Linked DNA regions of Zea mays: region 2 is linked to region 1. The links are chromatin contacts, called in public Hi-C maps. All regions are on one chromosome and are shown on one strand. Each heading gives the region's core, a stretch centred on a gene start, on an enhancer-like site or on the middle of the called end of the contact. The rest is flanking DNA. Distances are from core to core; before and after follow the strand shown. Region 1 holds the start of LOC100277183 (AT5g02160-like protein). Region 2 holds the start of LOC100279770.

Region 1 (6,284 bases), core at 174-2,673:
TGACCCGAAACCCGGATTCTGGCGCGGGTTTGGAATTGCACCCGTGAGTGTAATCACGAGATGGTTTAGTAGACTTCACAGGTGCGGTCACGGGCGGGTTTTTGCTCAGCCCGACTCAAACCCGACCCATTGTCATTCCCTAATCAAACAACCAAAACTCACAAAAAAATTAATATATATATATATATACTTTAGTATATACTTTACTAATGTATCAAAAATTTAAGTTCCAATTCATCCTATGGCTAAAGGTATAATAAAGAGAAAGTTCTACCATTTTTTATTCTTTCACATCGTATAAATTTTTCGTCTTTTATATCTTTTAACATAGGATGGATTATAATTTAGATTTTATACATTGGTAGAGTATATAATAAAGTATTTCTATTAATATTTGGATATTTTTTCAGAACTTTAGATAGTTCGGTTGCACGAAAAGCTTGATTGCACAACAGTTTGATCTGATAGACATACATATATTGAGAGACATCACTAGCACATACAACAACACCACCGACAACAATGTTATTGCACAACATCGTTTCTGACAAAGCAACAGGTTATATTACAGACCAAATTAACACTCACTCAGCATATACATTCAGACATTGTCGGAGAGGAGATTTAATTAAGAGCTTATACAAAGGAGCAGTTTGGTTGGTCCATGCATGCACATCAGCACATGTATATGAGCTTAGTACGTAGCATGCATGGTGGATGGGATTATTTAGCTACTTGTCGATCTGTCCGAGCTTGCCGAGGCCGTTGCAGTTGGGGCAGACGATCTGGGCCTCGTCCTTCCTCGCGGCGTTCGCCCGCAGCGTCGCGCCCGCCTTTCGGATGAACCCGGCGCCGTCGCACTCCGGGCACCTGCAAATATATATATGGCGCGCGTGGCCGGCCAGTCGCCATGAGTTGATGCATGCATGCATGGCATGCCATGGCAGTAGCAGTATATATATTGATGATGGAATCGGATCGATGATGGCGTTGCCGTTGCCGTTGCTTACGTGTCCTTGCGCGAGAAGAGTATGGGGAAGGCCGTGCCGACGAGGGCGACGGCCACCGCGCCGGCGATGAGGTACGTGTTGCCCTCCGCCGCGACGTCGCCCACCGCCGAGACCGCGACAAGCCGGCCGCGGCCGCCCGCCGCCGCCGTCGTCCTCTTCCTCGTCCTTATCGTCGACGGCGGAAACGAAGACGCAGCACCGCGTGGTGGCCCGCCGGCGGCCGAGCAACGAGCAGTTGCGGCTCGCGCGTTGACGACGGCAGCCATTGTTGCTAGCTAGTTGTCGGTGGTTGGCTACGGGTCGATCGACGGAGCACTGGCCGGCAAGAGATGGAGTGAACGGAGGTGGCTGGCTAGCTAAGCTAGTGAAGGATTAAGGATGGAGAGGTGGTACTGGTGGCGACCAGGATGAATTGCGACCTCACAAAAGTGGGTCGCGGATAAGCGAGGGAGGGGAGTGGGGAGGCACGTCGCTGCCGCCTGACTGGTCGACCCATGCTGCGACCGTGATCCCGTCCCAACGTTTCCATCTGCTGAATAACCACCGTGATCCTCTGCTGAGTCAGCCAGTCCTTGTCAGCATGACCAGCTTCCATGGTCTGGTTGTTAGGAAGAAACTTCACTATATAGATAACTCGTGTTGTATCCAACTGGATTTCTTCATTTGTATGGATAAAAATTTAAAAGATAAATCTAGCTAGTATGGTGATTGTAACGAACGGACATGCATAGGCTCATATTGTAAAGTTGGGCTTGCACTAATGATTTGATTTATGAATTTTAGACAAACCCAATTCACCTCTTTCTTTTCTTTCTTAGATATATCATGATCTTTTCAAAGGGCAGGGGACATCAGTATCGTTTATTCTATTAAACTAAACTAAGTTGGTCCTTCTACAACCAGCAATGACAATAATCACACATCATTGTTGGTTTAAGATACCGGCAGTGATGACTCCTCGATCGCTATCGATTTAGTTTGTAGCCAGTAGTGATGCACCTCTATCACTACCGGTCCAATACTTTATTTGCTTTGTAACCAGCGGATGGACCATTTATCTCCAACTTCTGCACTTGTCTCCCTTTGTTGCAGCCAACTTTACCGAAAATTAAAGGGAGGTGCCCAAGCCTAGGTCCTCATCCTCACATGGGGTTCATGAGCGACTAAGAATCATATAATATTTGTACTATCATTATCTATACTACTTATTAAGACAGTAACAGTAGTCTGTCGTTCTGCCGTTCGCTAATCTACACCGTCCGTCCATCCTCCATCGTTTATCACAAATCCCGCCGCTCGATTCGAGGTCCACCGCCCGCTCGACTGTCCCCCTCCCGAGGCTGAATCGGCCAACCACTCGTCCATCGCCCAATCGTCCATCGCAACGCCCTCCTCCCCCGCTCGACCCTCGTCCAACCGCCGCCGCCCATGCCCAAAGGTCCTTGAAGGCGCGGCGCGATGCCAGTGCGGTCCTTGAAGGCGTCAGCGCCCGTGAGCAGCGCGACCTCATCGACCTCGCTCCAGAGCTTCTGGACGGCGCCGAGGCGGCGGCAACCGAGGCCATGGCCGTGGCGAGCGTGGCAGAATCCGGGGGAGCGGTTCGGCTTGCGGTCGCTCTTGCGCGAGGGCACGGCGGAGCCGTGGTCCGCGGCGCGCTCGCGACGGGAGCTAGGGTTAGGGTTCGGGGAGCGGCGGCGATCCTGGGAGCGGCCGCGGGACTTGGAGCGGGAGGTGCGTTTCTTGGAGCGCGGGGTGGAGGCGCGGAGGCGCGCGGCGGCGGCTTCGTCCATGGCGTGTAGGGAAGGCCGCTTGGAGGGCATCGGCGGTGTGGGGGCGAGGGCTCTCTCCCACTACGGCCACGTCTGGCGGCAGCAAGAACAGCTACTAGGGCTACCTCATCGAGGAGGAGAAGGGGCAGTGGCAGGCACTTTTCTCCCACCTCTCACATCTATTCCACACATCCTGTGGAGACTATAAATCACAAGTTATTTTACAACTGATCAGTATGACATAGAAACTATTTTATTTTTTTAGCATTCACAGCGTCCTACAAAGATAATGCACTTAGTGTGAGTGGTTGATAACCTGAAATTTTAATGTCACCTAGTGTGTCATGATGCCACTAATACTGACACAACTATATCTACTTTGCTGCTATCAACAAGCAATTCTTATACCGATTTTCCACATTATGCCATGCAAATGGACAACATGGATAAGGAATTGAGGTCGTAAGGTTATCGAAGCAGTTGAACAAGCACTATGCAGTCTATGCTACAACTGCTATTCAGCAGCATCACTTAGGATTTTGAATCGAGATCATCTGTCAGTAGTTATTTGCATAATTTCACTCAATTCATTGTGTCACTATTTCATTCCGTCATGTTTCCATAGATCTTTGACAATCTACATACTTGCCGAAGCACTTCCTGAAGCTCGTCATGCCTATCTGCTCCTGGATCGCCCGCTGTGCCAATAGCTACAACTCTCAGGTTTGTTTTGGCGCACTGCTTGTTTTAATTTGTCAAGTGCTTCTTCTTCTTTTTTTCTCTTGTGTATTGTATAAAAAAATGCTGGACATACTCGTTTGCAATGTCGCTGACTACATAGACTTTATTAACTCATCTGTTTTTGACTTAAAAATAGCTTCTCCCACTAATCGTTTGATATAGGTCCTATAGAAAATTATGAAACAGTTTGGTGAAAAAAGAATGTAGCAGTAAAACTTACTGATAAACGCAGGAATACTAGGAATTTCGAAACAAATGGCTTTGGAAATATAAGGAAACAAGATCTAATGTTAAACTGTAGCACTGCATGGACACCTCTGGGTGGGGCTAACAAACTAGAAGTAAGTGAACCAATAAAAAGGTGAAATTGTTTATCCTAACCTGCTAATCTTTTGTACTATGATGTCTTGCTCCTGGTTGGTCCTGTTCAGGGAATTATACTACTTCAACTCATATTTTTGCTGGATTACATGTTTACGTTTTGGAATGTCGTGTAATGCTTCTAAAGCTTTTGGCGCTATTTGGAGGGTTCAATAGAAATTATTTTATTGATTTTTTCAGAACGACATATTATAGGTTTTTTATGTTCATCAAACCTCAGCACCTTTGCATTCTAGCATTGGTAATGGATCTATCAACGCCCAGTTCATATAATACGCTGTGCTGTAGATGGCAATAGATCCAGAAATGTTTTTTGCGTCTTCAATAGAACCCTGTGTCTGGAGTGTCAGCGAAAACAGGTACGCTATAACTCTCTATGTGTACTCCTATTAACAACAATTTCTATATTATTAACCTCTAAATATAGTTAGCATGCCCAAAAGGTTTACCAAAATTTAATTGAATAAGATATTTTTTACAAATCTTAGTGTTGAACTATTAACCTCAAGGAGACAGGTAAGCATCAGTATCACTTAAATTTTAATGATTAGTCATTGTAATAGAAGTTTTGTGTTAACATTTTGTTGATGGATCCTACTTACTATGTGCTAATCAGCAGCTTTCAACAATGCTATTTGTTTACTGCGTCATCTGAGTTATTGTTTATTTCTCCTTTCCCCTGTACACGGAGCACAGAAGGCCACCAAGTTGATGATCACAAGCTTTGTCCACGGTTCAGACGGCCTGGGAAACCAGGATTTCCCTCCATCAGCTACCAAGCCTGTAGATCAATCGGCTGCTGCCTTCCTGGTTGAGCAACCAAATCTATACCCTGGACAAGTTACCATTGTCGCCCTCAGTCCACTAACCAACCTTGCTCTGGTTTGCTCTCCTCTCCTTCGCGTTGGTTAACCACTACAGTACATACATTGGTTGCACATATCAGGTGCATCTCTTGCAATCTAGCTTGTATGACCTCTTTTAGTTGATTTTTTGCTGCCGGTCTCTGTTTACCTAGACAGTCGAGCTTGACCCTTTGTTCTCGAAGAATATATGGCAGATTATTTTTCTTGGCGGTGTGTATTCAATTAATGGTAATGTGAACTATGCAGCTGAGGCAAATGTGAGGGTTCTCTTCTAATTTCTTCGATATGTTCTTTAGTCCTTAGTTATCATGTACCTAAGTAGTTTCACTAGAGCTCTGCAATGAGCTGGTAGGTACCACGATCGAGAGAAATGATACAGTAGCACTATTTTAATTGGAAATGTATCATCATGGGGCTCATGACTCCCAAATGAATTCAGAGAAAAATATGTTTTTCCTCTATATTGGGTGATGCTTAAACAGTGCATCACTTTGCTTGAGTCATTAATATTGGCTTCATGTTTATTCATAGATCTTTGGGGATCCTGACGTGGTAGGTAGATATTGTGTTCACCCGCGGTGCTGATATTTTGGCTATGGTACTAATTGTAACACATCAAGTAGTTTTAACCCGTAATTCTGCCATATTTAAGGGTCACATTATTTCTGCTCAGGATGTATGCTTCATATACTGAGATAATGCTTCTTTTATAACCTACTTCTCATTAGTCAATGGCAATCTCTACTACTCTATAAGGGTCCAGTGTGGGCGTCCACACTGGTACCGTGCCCCCGCCCCCAAAATTCTCGCCCCGCCTCGCTCTCCGTCGCGCCATTCCAGGGACCCTCCATCGCCGCCCCCGCCATCATCGCGTCAGCGCCCGCGCTCCGTCGATGGAAGGCGCCATTCCAGGGACCCACCCCAACCCTGCGATCCTCACCCTTCCAAGGATGCCCCGCACCCATCTCGTCCAATCCCTCCTCCCGCCTCACCCGCTCACAAGGTCGACGACGACGAATCTAAGGACGCCAACGCCACCCCTCTCTGAGCTCCCTATGGCCACTGCGGGTGAGTGCCTCTGGGTAGCCGGTCACCCCTCTCTTGCAGCCTCCGAGCTTCGGCGAACGCAGAACTGGCAGGGCGCGACGGCCGACGCAATGTACGTGGGTAGCCGGCGTCCAATGTCGGCCGCCGCTGGCGAGCGCCCCCGGCGCGGCTGCCCAACCAAGCTCTGTCCAGATCTGACCGTCTAGGGCGAGGTGACCCCCTCCTGGCGGCGAGCGAGACAGCCCCCACTCCACCCCACCTCGCAACAGCCACCGGTACAGCCCCCTCCCCTACTGGTATAAGCGGTTTGCATCACCTTTGACTGGATCTCTACTTCCTCCACAAACTTGTCTAGCGTACCTTGAGTGACCTCGTTTGAGGCCTTGACAGCCACCTCGGTCTTGTCAGGTAAATTCCCTTTGTGAACCTCACCAAATCATCCCTTGCCAAGAGACAACGAATTGTTCATG
Region 2 (6,867 bases), core at 1,275-3,774, 210 kb after region 1:
TGACGTCATCTTCAAATGGTAGGCATATTGATGATTTGGCTGCCACCATAAGTACCTGACACTAGGCTTTGTTCGTTGTACACCATCTTATTGTTGCCAACTTAAAATTAAGGCAAGCTGATCACTCTACTCCTTATTTTTAGTACTTCATCATAATGTCCAAATATGATGCTGAGAAGTTGCAGACTCTATTGTTGTCCTTAGTACAAACTGTTGACATTGGACAAGGTGATGTCATACTATGTCAAGAAGAGAAAAGATCCGATCAATTTTCTCATGCAAGCTTGAAGATGTGATGGCATATTATGGCAAGAAAAGACCTAGCCCATTTTTTGATGCAAGCCTGAAGTTATGCTGCACATTGTTGAAGTTATGAAGTGTTTGATTTGTTTCAGTTTTAGTCTTAATGCACATCTGAACATTTGAAAAGGGGTCTGTAGTAATGTACTTTTCACATCGAGCTGAGTTGTTTTGATGGTCGTGTGCCTAGGACTGCTGTCCTTTGTTCCTGAACTAGACTTTGAGCTACATTTGTCTATTCAGACATGATTGTGAAAAATGACAAATTAATGGAACCAATTTGGTTATCGATTTTGTGTCATTAATATTAATCATCATTTGATATATTACATTTAATATATATATATATATAGGTGATGAAAAAGATAAATTAAACAAAAAGATTGATACTTGTGGTAGTTGAAGGGAAATGTAATTTTATATGTATGGTGGATTGTAGGGAAATGATATAGAGGGAACCGCTACGGGAGTGGTGATATAGAGAAGGGAGAGTTTGCTAATGTGGCGCGATATTGGTGATATAAGATGACAATTACTCCCTCCATCCACATGATTTAGTCGTTTTGGTTTGTCCTAAGTCAATCAATATAAGCTTTGACCAATTATATTAGATGTTTTATAAGATTTTACAACATAAAAGTAAAGTTACTAGATTCATCATAACTTGAACTATTGTAATATACAATTCTTTTAGTTTAAAATAATTTAATCTTATATATATTGTTAGTTAAAGTTAAAATAGTTTGATTTAGGACAAACCCAAAACAACTAAATCATGTGGACGAAGGGAGTAGTGTTTTTGTATATTAGCGTATTTTATCAGATTGAAACCGTAGCAACACATAGGCACATAACTAGCTATGTTCAACACATTCTGCCTCATTTCTCTAAATGTTGCCAGCTGCTCTCCAATAACATTACATGGTTGCCTCATAGTCTATGTAAGGAAACCTAAAACTTGAATGTGCACAACTTCAGTTGTTGTGCCTGTTTTTAGAGGATTCATCTTTAGATGAGTTGAATATTGTCATAATACTTATCCATATGTATGTAATGTAGAAATCATGCTACACCATATTTCCCCACAACATAAAAGATAAAAGGGCCATATTTGTGAGCTAAAATAATTTTGATAGTCACAACTCACCATCCCCTTTTGATAGGCTTAAGATCTCCTTTTTTATAATTTTTCACTCTGCAATGCAAATTTGTTCTATGGAGACCATGGTACATCATCATATCTTGTATTATCAACTTAGAATTTGCCTATTTCGATTAATAGATTAGCCAAATTTTGGTTGTTCGAAATGACAAACTTCAACATTTGTTGTGACTATTGAGTTGATTCTTGATAGTACTAAACAATAACTTATGAGTGCACAAGTATCCTCCGTTGCAACGCAGAGGTACATACCTAGTAAGAGACTTGAGAGCCCTTCTTTTCTCTATCACCGCTTGTAACCCACTTATAATCCCTATTATGAGCATTGAGCAACAAAGGTGTTGATAGTGCGAGCCGCCGAAGACTGGATGTAGAGATGTTCTGTCCGAACCAGTATAAATCTTGCGTCCACCAAACACACCTTCCAGAGCTCAGGACACACACATAGAAATTTACTTGTCGGAGCGGAGGTTCGAACAACAACATCTAAAAATATCCTTATCAAACAAGTAAAAAAGATACATATTACAATATTAACATAAAAGTTTCTTCTAACATGTTTAAACACGAATGAGTAATGGATACACCATAATTTTTATTTTTTTCGACACTTCGCTACTGAATCATTGGACTATATATTGATAGTCTGACTACTATACACATGTACCTAGAATGGGGCCTATGAATTTGGGGCCTGAGGCGACTGACCCTTTGCCCCACCCTTAGGCACACACTGTGTGAAAGAGCTACACTACGTGTGGCTTCATATCATATTGAACTTATGTATTTTTTCACCATCTATGGTGCGATAGGCTAGTGGTAGACGAGTAGCAAGAGGAATAGATGTACGCACTTTGCACGTGACACGGAGTATGATAGTAACAAAGATGAGTGACTGTGTAATGTGACTGTGTGTGTGAGAACAAAACCCTAGAAGAGGACCCAAAGCCCTCGGGCAAATCTGGGCCGTCTACCCCCAAAATCCAACGGCGCACCTCGCTCCGCCCGTTGTACTTAATCGAGCCGCAACCGGCCTCTGACTGATTTCCTCTCCGGTCTATTCTCTACTCTTCTTCCCCAGTCCTCCCTACTCAGTACTTACCTCAGCACGCCACTGCTCGAAGGCGGAGCGCCTCCAAAATCCATCCCAATCCCAAATCCTCTGAATTCGGACGCCGCTCGCCCCACGCAGATGGATGCCCGCCCCTCGATTCGCCCGCGCTGAGCATCCGAACCCGGTTCCCGCCGCCTCGGCTCATTCCGGCGCTGAAAGATTCAGCTCCGCGCTTCCGGCCGCCGGAGCTCGGTAATGGCGGGGTTCTAGCGCGGCGGACTTAAAGATCTAGCCTCCTCTTTTCCTTTCCATTTTCTCTCTTTCGCTGCTACCCCCTCACACCCCCACGGCGATGGTCACGGAGATGGCGGCGCGCGGCGGCGAGGCGGCGGCGTTTGGCGCGGAGACCGACCGCGGCGACTTCGAGGTGTTTCGCAGTGGCTCCGCGCCGCCCACTGTCGAGGGAGCCCTGGGCGCCGCCGGGGCCGACGGCGGCCTTCTCGTGGACGACGACCTCCGCGCCGACCCGGCGTACCAGAGCTACTACTACTCCAGTGCGCACCTCAACCCGCGCCTCCCACCGCCGCTCCTGTCCAAGGAGGACTGGCGGTCCTCGCACCACCGCCTCCGCTCCGCGGGCTTCGGCGGGATCGGGGACGGCAGGAGGCAGCAGCAGCAGGCGTCGGCTGCCGAGGGGACTGTCGGCCTGCCCGGGATCGATCTTGGTCGCCAGAGGAGCTTCTCCACCATCTTTCAGGTGGAAAGATCGAATCTTTTCTCCCACTTACTTCTTAGGTTTACCTTCATTCTGTGCTACTAATATACATAATATACGTGCTTCGAGAAAGCCTTTGACCTTCTAGTCGTTCCTGTTTTTGACTGATGAGTGATAGGCCTGAGTTCACTCCACTTATAGTGGAGTATCTATATATCAAGCGTCCAAGTATCTTAGATTTTCTATATTTGACATATATTAGGTGTCTAGTCGTTGTGCTTTCTCTACAGTGTGAATGCGTGATTGCACGTGAGACCTGTGGTTTCTGGTGATGTCTTTGTCTTGCAGTTATATGTGATCTATGGATTTTGTTCGAGTGGTGCTTCTTCATTGATAGCGAAATTTATTTACGCGAAGATAAGTGACGCAAGGAACGAAAAAACGCCTTCTTTCCATATTTGGCTTTGGAGGCCTAAGTTGTATTTTCAGCTGACTATCTTGATTGTGACGTTATACCGTTACTAGTGACGTTATGATGAATGCTTCCGCAGCAGTTCATGCTTTCTGGTCTTGAGAAACGTCTACTGGTTCATTACAAGCATTGTTCCATATTTCACGTGCAAAATGCTTCGATGCAATATAGACATGCCTGTGCATCAGTGAGCTATATTCTGCATTAGGGCATAGAGAGAATCTTCTATCTTTTGTGATTTGCTTAGCATCGTACCCTTCCCTTTGCCGATCTTTATTTATTCATGACTGCATTGTAAAATTCTTGGAGTCCTGCATTCAACCACTACCATTTTTACCCCTCCGCCCCCGCCCCCGCCCGCGTACCGCTGTTCATTCTTTCTTTTCCATTGAACTAACATCAGACTTATGCTTCTTGTGGTAAATGGTGCAGGAAGACTCGTACCAGCGTGATATGGATAGGCATACTGCCAGCCACAATAGTAATGACTTACTAGGTTCTTCTGGAATACAGTATGGTCTAAATCGTGGATCTGGAACTATTGGAGGCCTGCACTCTAGCAATAGTCTACGGAGCTTGGATGAAATTCAGAACAATGATCTGCCATCAAACACATTTGCTTCTATTTTAGGGTCATCTCTTTCTAGGAGTGCATCTCCAGACCCTGAACTTGTGAGGAGGGCCCCTAGTCCATCCCTGCCTCCAATTGGTGTGAAAGTTGGTAACACTGATAAGAAGATCAATGGTGGTTCCACTTCTTTCCGTCGTAGCTCATCCGCAATCGGAGAATCTGATGATTTGGTGGCTGCTTTATCTGGGATGAACTTATCATCTAGGGCAATGAGTGGGCAAACTATGGACCAGTCTCAGCTCTATCAGGATGTCGATAATGTCCAGAAGTTCCTTTTTGATCGACAGGGTGACCAAACAACTGGAAATCAGCAGCACTATATGAGACGTCCTGAACAAGGACAATCTAAGTTACCCGATGGATATTCTGCCAATTTGGCCAATTCATCTACAATGAGAAACCAGATTAATGCTGGCAGTTTCACATCTTTTGACAGTTTGTCTCTTGGATCTGGGTTTGCTTCCCCTAGGATTGGTTCTAGATCCCCTGGAGGGACTGTATCTTCTCGACAAAATTTAGCTGGTATGTCTAACATGCTAAACTATAATGGAATTGGAAGTCCAACTGCCTCACCTTCTCTTCAGACTTCTATTGATCCGGCATATATCCAGTACCTTGCTCAGCTTGCAGCTACCTGTGATGATCCTCTAATGGACAGGGGCCATCTAGGAAATTCTTACATGGACTTACTTGGTACTCATAAAGCTAACATTGGCCCTTTACTCCAGTCTCAAAAACAATATGGTTACTATGGCAATCTTGGATTTAACCTTGGTTATCCTGGAAGTCCATTGGCGAGTCCTGTTCTTCCCTCTTCACCTATTGCGCCAGGCAGTCCACTTAGGCATGGTGAGCGCAACATGCGCTTTCCATCAGGCATGAGAAACTTCGGTAATTCCTTTGGTTCATGGAATTCAGGCATGGGTGGAAAGATGGATGCCAATTTGATGCCCTCACTTCTGGAGGAATTCAAGAGCAACAAAAGTAAATCATATGAGCTCTCCGAAATAGCTGGCCATGTTGTTGAGTTTAGGTATGGTTCTTTCTCATTTATGTTTCTAGAAACATGATAATATTGTAACATGCAATTCATCCTACTGTTTTTTGAATATCATGTAGTGCCGATCAATATGGGAGCCGGTTTATACAACAGAAGCTAGAAACAGCCAGTACTGAAGAAAAGGACATGGTTTTTTCAGAAATCATGCCTCAAGCTCTCACATTGATGACTGATGTATTTGGAAATTATGTTGTCCAAAAGGTAGGAGTATGGAAGTGCTGCCCAGATATCTGTTTGAGATTGGTTGCTGTCATATATCTTTTCTTAACTCTGCTCCATTTTCTCAGTTTTTTGAGCATGGAAGCACTGCCCAGATAAAGGAATTGGCCGGTCAGCTTATTGGACGTGTCCTTGCTCTTAGTCTTCAGATGTATGGGTGCCGGGTTATACAGAAGGTGCTTGTCAACTGAAATACCACAAACCTTCATGTCTATTTATTACTATTTGATAAGTGGAGTTTTTTTTGCCTTGCTAGCATGTTGTTGCCTCAAAAATAATTTACCTTGCACAATATTTCATACTGTTGCCTCCGTGTGGTCAGAGCCATTTGGCTTACAGATTTTGGTGTATTGTTGGTCTATACTTTTCTCCTGATTATGAAACAAGTTAGTATGAAAACACATGCAACAAACAACTCTAATATCAGAAGCATATGTTGGATGATCGTTGGCAGGCTTAATTGTATACATCTTATCTGTGCTTGTAGCCTTGTACAAGTTGTCATCTCTAGAATTTACATAATTGGCTAAAAGGTTGTAGCAAGTAACATGTTGTTCCTCATGCTATTGATGATATATGTGCAGGCTATAGAAGTTGTTGATTTGGAGCTGCAGACTAAAATGGTTGCGGAGCTGGAGGGCCATGTCATGCGCTGTGTGCGTGATCAAAATGGGAACCATGTTATACAGAAATGTATAGAGTGCATTCCTCAGCATGCTATTGAGTTTATTATCTCGACATTCTATGGCCAAGTTGTAATGCTATCCACTCATCCATATGGTTGTCGAGTTATTCAGGTATGCTAATTATATGCATCACTCTCATCCATCTGGAGGCTTACTAATTGAAATACTTCAACTTATTGTTATATCACAAATTTCTACAGAGGGTTCTAGAGCATTGTGATGATCCTAAAACACAGCAAATAATGATGGATGAGATTCTCCAGTCTGTTTGCTTGCTGGCTCAGGACCAGTATGGCAACTATGTTGTTCAGGTCAGTTCCATGTTCAGTTTTGAAAGATGTACATGCTGTACCTGTCTACCTGGTTGTGTGGGCCGTGTTGTGCAGTAACATCTCTAGGCTATTATGTTGATCTCAGTTTGTTGTTTGCTTGATGACTGTTATAATTCAATGCTGAAATATGGATCATGGACCCCCTCCCCTCTTGTAATTAAATATAGGTAGACTATTTTGTTGTATCAGCGTTAGTTCAATTTATTGTAACCTGCAATTCACCCTCAGAACACACC

What was found. Hi-C and Micro-C count contacts between places; a contact is called where the count stands out from the background.
Region 2: a contact with region 1 is called in a Hi-C map of leaf, with 5 times the contacts expected there. The contact joins the promoter of LOC100279770 here to the promoter of LOC100277183 in region 1. A contact is called at or near these places in 6 of 25 Hi-C or Micro-C datasets (bundle sheath, ear, endosperm and 3 more).

The regions. Positions count from the first base shown.
Region 1 is chr8:137,733,227-137,739,510 of Zm-B73-REFERENCE-NAM-5.0, forward strand. It overlaps LOC100277183 (AT5g02160-like protein), which reads right to left and starts at 1,424. Exons shown (of 2, transcript NM_001150824.1): 1 at 1,011-1,424; 2 at 501-870. The coding sequence starts at 1,276. The coding sequence ends at 732. It also overlaps the pseudogene LOC109939342.
Region 2 is chr8:137,943,285-137,950,151 of Zm-B73-REFERENCE-NAM-5.0, forward strand. It overlaps LOC100279770, which reads left to right and starts at 2,525. Exons shown (of 9, transcript NM_001152728.2): 1 at 2,525-3,273; 2 at 4,136-5,367; 3 at 5,454-5,595; 4 at 5,682-5,789; 5 at 6,198-6,410; 6 at 6,500-6,610. The coding sequence starts at 2,869.